Regions from separate parts of the Drosophila melanogaster genome. Here region 1 is linked to region 2. The links are chromatin contacts, called in public Hi-C maps. All regions are on one chromosome and are shown on one strand. The core of a region is the stretch at or near the end of the contact, and the rest is flanking DNA. Distances in the headings are between cores, read along the strand shown. Region 1 holds the start of CG31089. Region 2 holds the start of ND-49L (NADH dehydrogenase (ubiquinone) 49 kDa subunit-like).

Region 1 (3,062 bases), core at 486-2,985, 540 kb after region 2:
CGCACAATATCCAAAACCAGCAAGAAAAGAGGCCCATTGCTTTCATTCAACACGGTCTTTTTGCCAGCTCCGACTTTTGGCCAAGCTTGGGACCGGATGATGGACTTCCTTTCCTGCTCTCCGATGCTGGATACGATGTTTGGCTGGGCAATGCTCGTGGAAACAGATACTCGAAAAACCATACCTCTCGTCTGACAAGTCATCCGGACTTCTGGCGCTTCAGTTGGCACGAGATTGGATACTTTGATATTGCCGCAGCTATTGACTATACCCTGTCCACGGAGAACGGACAGGATCAGAAGGGTATCCACTACATAGGACACTCCCAAGGCACCACGGTTATGTTTGTGCTGCTGTCCTCAAGACCGGAATATAACGACAAGATCAAGACGGCTCACATGCTGGCTCCTGTGGCATTTATGGATCACATGGACGATGTTATGGTCAACACCTTGTCTCCTTACCTCGGTTTTAACAATATCTACTCGACCCTCTTCTGTTCTCAAGAATTCTTGCCCCACAACGATTTCGTCCTGGCTCTGATGTACAGTGTTTGTCTTCCGGAATCGATTGTTTACAGCTTTTGCAGCAGCAGTAATGAAACAACTACTGAGGAAGGAAGAACTAATTCGGTGAGTACATCGAATTCCTTTCTTATTTATGTATTTATTTATTCATATTATCTATTTACCAAAAAGACCGCCTCTGCGTTGACTTCTGGAGTGATGCCTGCTGGTGTTTCCACGGATCAAATCCTGCACTACATGCAGGAGCATCAATCGGGACATTTCCGGCAGTTCGATTTTGGCACCAAAAAGAATATGAAGGTCTATGGAACGGAAGCCCCAGAGGATTACCCAACTGAGCTAATCACGGCTGAGATGCATCTGTGGTATTCGGACAGCGATGAGATGGCCGCAGTTGAGGATGTCCTGAGGGTGGCGGAAACGCTGCCCAACAAGGTGATGCACCATATGGAGGATCCACTATGGGATCATATGGACTTCGCTCTCAACTGGGAGGTGCGCCAATATATCAATGATCCGATTGTAGCCATTCTAAACGAGTACGAGGGGAAGTGATACGGACATTGTCCTGGTGCTTAACTTAACTTAGTTTTAATCTAGGTCCACTTCGGTTGATCCTATCATATCATATCATAAACGGATGTATAACTCTTTAGCATTGAACAGATTTGCACCTCAAGCTCGACATTTATTTCATTCATACTTAATGTACACATACATGCTTACTCAAATCATAAGAAATCACTCGATTTTTCTTAGTAAAAGTAACTTCCCCATTAACAAGTTTGGGTTATAAAATATACGACTACTGCTTTTTAAATCTAAAAGTGGTTTCTTAATCTTAAACCTTTGAAGGGGGCACACTTTTTTTTAGATTTTCTGGACTGGTCAAGTGGCTAAATAGTTGATAAGCTAGAATTAATGAGGCACGTCGTTTTTGAATACGTCAAACTAAATAACTTTTAAAATAGGTAATTTATTGTTCATTCAGAATTTTATGTTTTATAATTTGCCGAAATTCATGAAATATAAATGTTCTAACTATTAACTATTTGAGTATTTATTTCGTTCTGTTTATTACTTTTAGATTAGCACTTTCTGTTATTTGTGGATTATCTTGACAGTCTAAATATATATTATCAAAGCACCGATAGTAAGAGCTACTTGAAACTAAACCACCCAGGAACTTCTACAAAAGCTGAAAGTCATGTGTTTACCAACAGTCAGTACACATCGGACCATCGAGGACATAAGTACATAGAATGAACCGATTCACGGGAAGTTTACTTGTCCTGGTTGCTCTTGCCGTGGGAGTTTACTCCGCGGCCATAGATGGACCGATTGATTTCTACAAACTGTATGACAATCCAGAGGCTCACATTAGCCTCAAGAGTAAGATAACAACGGTCAGTTTGATTTAAATTAGAATTTAATGAAATTTAATTAGTATTTAATTATATTTGCCGACCTTAGGCTGACCGCACTGCCGCTCACGGATATCCTTCGGAGCACCATCACATAGTTACCGAAGATGGTTACATCCTGGGAGTTTTCCGAATCCCCTACTCCCACAAGTTGCAGAACCAGAACGAAAAGCGACCCATTGTCCTTCTTCAACACGGATTGACGAGCTGTTCGGATGCCTGGATTTTGCAAGGACCCAATGATGGTCTGCCATATTTACTGGCGGATGCGGGATTCGATGTTTGGATGGGCAATGCTCGTGGAACTTCCTATTCGAGAAATCACACGACGCTCTCCCCGGATCATCCAAATTTCTGGAAATTCAGTTGGCATGAGATCGGCATCTACGACATAACCGCCATTATTGACTACGCCCTTAGCACGGAGAATGGTCAGGGCCAGGATGCCATCCATTATGTTGGACATTCGCAGGGTACAACGGTATTTTTTGCACTAATGTCTTGGATTCCCGAATATAACGATAAGATCAAAACCGCTCACATGTTTGCCCCGGTGGCTATAATGAAAAACTTGTCCAGCGGATTAGTGCGTTCTGTGGGTCCATATTTGGGTCATAGGAACACATATTCGGTGCTTTTTGGATCACAGGAGTTTTTGCCTCATAATGAGTTCCTCATGGCCATATTCTTTAATATCTGCCAACCGGACTTTATGTTGCGTCCAGTGTGTGAAAGTGCCATGGAGAAACTTTATGCAGGAGGTCGTGTGAATATGGTGAGTATTATTTTGCAAAAAAAAAAAGTAAAATAAATTCTAATAATTGTAAAATCATTAGACTGCTATGCCGGAAGGTATGGCCACCCATCCTGCAGGCTGTTCCACCGACCAAATGTTGCACTACCTACAGGAACAGCAATCGGGTTACTTCCGTCTATTTGATCATGGCACCAAGAAGAATCTAGAAGTCTACGGAACTCAGGAACCTCCAGAGTATCCTGTAGAGTTGATCAATTCCTTGGTGCACATGTGGTATGCCGATAGTGACAATCTCGCCGCTGTGGAGGATGTCGAGCAAATAGCCGAAAGATTGCCCAATAAGGTTATGCACCG
Region 2 (3,071 bases), core at 96-2,595:
TGCAGGTCCGTGGTGACCACCTGCTTCTCGCCCTGCCCGCCGCTGCTGTAGGTGGTGGCCAGCGTGGAGCTGCACTTCTCCGAGTACCAGGGCACATGGCCCTCCTCCGTGGCACTGGAGATGGACAGCGTCCAGATGGAGTTCGTGTAGCCGTCGCAGTTGCAGTTATCCTGCTCCCGCCCACCATTGCCCGATGCCCATATGAAGATGCTGCCCTTGCCGCCGCGACCCTTAGTTGTGCCCTCGATAAAGGCGCGCGATGCCAGTTCGCCGGGTCCGTCCACCGTCTTGCCATCGTCATCGGGTCCCCAGGAGGCACTGTATATGTCAATGTGCTGCGGATTCAGCGACAGCGACCGTGCCTCAACCGCATCCGTGACGTCTCCGTCCAGCATCCTGACTCCGCCCACACTGGCGCCGTAGGCAATACCCACCGCGCAGAACGAATTGTTGGCGGTGGCTGCCACCTCGCCGGCACAGCGAGTTCCATGGCGGTTCGAGTCCGTCATATCGTAATGCGGCATCGGATCGTCGTCGTGGCTATTCACATCGTACGAGGCTTTGGGATCCTGTTTAGGTTATCATATGCTAATTTAGTATGGGTTTTATGATAAACGAATGTCACTACTTACGTAGTTATCCTGTATGTCCGGATGATCGGATTCCAGGCCATCATCCAGAATTGTCACCACCACGCCCTTGCCGGTTATGCCCATCTTCCAGGCGGGTATCACATTCATGTCCAGGCCACCACCACGATTCTGAGAATAAGGTTACGTTATAACAATTTGTAGGTATAAAAAATATTTGTTTAAATATTATATCCCAATACCTATGGTTGTGTTCTTGAAACATCAAAACATTGAAATAATCATTTTGCTTTCTAAGAATGGTAAATGGAATGGAATGCTTTGCATTTTCGATAACTTACCAGATACCACATCTGCGGCCACTTGGAGTCGTTAAAGGACATGGCGTCCACCATCGACATGGCTCGCGAGGAGGTCCTTGAGGGTCGCATGCGGATAAAGTCCCGTTTGGATCGCGACTTGGCCCGCTGCTGCTTCGCCCAGTGGACGCGATCGTCGTCATCCAGGCGAGTCTGGTGATGCGTGGCGGGGGAGAGCGACCGCTTCGAGACCTTGTGATGTGCGAAGTGGTAGTGATCATCGAAGATCTGCAAGGAATGATGGTTCAATGGATTAATAGGCAGTTTACAAAATAACATATAAATCTAAAAATAAACTGGAGATAGTAGTCGTTGCTCTTAACATCTTAGTAAGCTAAGGGTAGAAACATTTGTTTACATTTTTAATTTTCCAAAGAAGTTAGTATAGAACTAATATTTTTTTTAATACTCCGGTAATCATGTCTGGCGGAACGCAAGGGATTCGCAAGCTGGCGGATAAGCTATTCACACCCAACGAAATTAGACGTTTCCAGGCATACAAGAACCGCCTCAGTGAAAAGTATTTGACCGTGGAGGGCTTAAAGTCCACCTTCAAGAGACCGGATTTGGGAAAACTATTCAACCGTCGCGTGTTTTCATCAAACAAAGAAGGTAAGATCCCTCAAACACTGGTAAATTTATTGTAAGGAGCTTTTTTTAAGATTGCCCCGAAGAGCCAAAAGTTAAGGAATGTGACCCCAGCTGGGATGAGCTGTATCCTCCAGGCCCGCCATACGAGCCCTATGACACACACTACTGGTATCCAGATCCCGAGTTCATGAATAAACAACAGTATATAGTTTGGTATCCCGAAGGTGACGAGTGGAAAAAGCGTCCCAATTTTAAGGGAAAACAGATTCCACCCGTTGATCGTACATTTCGCACCAAGCTCATAAACTTTGGACCCGCGCATCCGGCGGCACACGGAGTACTCCGCATGATCCTCGAGCTGGATAATGAAACGGTGCTGAATGCCGATCCGCACATTGGGCTACTGCATCGCGGAACCGAGAAACTGATCGAGTACAAGACGTACACTCAAGCACTGCCCTATTTCGATCGTCTGGACTATGTGTCCTGCATGGCCAATGAGTTGGCCTACTGCTTGGCGGTGGAGAAGTTGCTGAATGTGGAGGTTCCACGCCGGGCCAAGTACATACGCACCATGTTTTCGGAGATAATGAGGCTGACGAATCACACGATGGCCATTGGTTCGTCGGTACTGGACTGTGGAGCTATAACTCCACTCTTTTGGCTGTTCGAGGAACGTGAGAAGTTGTATGAGTTTTCGGAACGCGCTTCGGGAGCTCGTCTCCATGCCGCCTACATTCGACCGGGGGGCGTGGCCAGTGATATACCTCTAGGGTTTCTCCACGATTTGTATCAGTTTATCAATCAATTCAACGAACGATTGGACGAAGTGGAGGACGTAGTGACCGATAATCGCATCTGGCGTATGCGTAATATTGGCATTGGAGTCATATCCGCACACGATGCCTTAAACTATGGATGCACTGGACCCGTTCTGAGGGCCACCGGCGTAAAGTGGGATTTGCGTAAGCAACAGCCATACGATGCCTATGACGAGATGGATTTTGACGTGGTTGTGGGATCGAATGGAGACTGCTACGATCGCTACTTGGTGCGCATGCGAGAAATGCGCGAGTCGGTGAATATCATCAAGCAATGCATCGACGCCATGCCACCGGGTGAGATCAAGGTGGATGATCTGAAGATCTGCCCTCCGCAACGAAGCAAGATGAAGGAGGGCATGGAGGATCTGATCCATCATTTCAAGCACTTCTCGCAAGGATTCCGGGTGCCTCCGGGACAGACGTACTGTGCCGTTGAATCGCCCAAGGGTGAATTCGGAGCATTCCTCATCTCCGATGGTTCATCGCGTCCCTATCGCTGCAAGATTCGTCCAGCTTCCTATGCTCATCTAGCCCTCATGGCCAAAATGGCACCCGCACACCTGCTGGCCGATGTTGTGGCCATTATTGGATCGCTGGACATCGTTTTTGGTGAAATCGACCGTTAGTCAGGGTTTGGTAATTTCAATTACATTTATTATAAACCCCATTTTGTGTATGAACGTCAAATGCCCAAAACCTAAATAAAA

The links. Hi-C and Micro-C count contacts between places; a contact is called where the count stands out from the background.
Region 1: a contact with region 2 is called in a Hi-C map of the Kc167 cell line, with 1.9 times the contacts expected there. The contact joins the promoter of CG31089 here to the promoter of ND-49L in region 2. A contact is called at or near these places in 2 of 107 Hi-C or Micro-C datasets (the Kc167 cell line and cellular blastoderm embryo).

The regions. Positions count from the first base shown.
Region 1 is chr3R:25,900,908-25,903,969 of dm6, forward strand. It overlaps CG31089, which reads left to right and starts at 1,736. Exons shown (of 3, transcript NM_170249.2): 1 at 1,736-1,933; 2 at 2,001-2,726; 3 at 2,788-3,062. The coding sequence starts at 1,790. It overlaps CG31091, which reads left to right. Exons shown (of 3, transcript NM_170248.3): 2 at 1-632; 3 at 699-1,265. The coding sequence ends at 1,082. It also overlaps asRNA:CR43259.
Region 2 is chr3R:25,356,940-25,360,010 of dm6, forward strand. It overlaps ND-49L (NADH dehydrogenase (ubiquinone) 49 kDa subunit-like), which reads left to right and starts at 1,346. Exons shown (of 2, transcript NM_143135.2): 1 at 1,346-1,561; 2 at 1,612-3,071. The coding sequence starts at 1,369. The coding sequence ends at 2,990. It overlaps Fur1 (Furin 1), which reads right to left. Exons shown (of 12, transcript NM_170654.2): 5 at 932-1,177; 6 at 633-761; 7 at 1-569.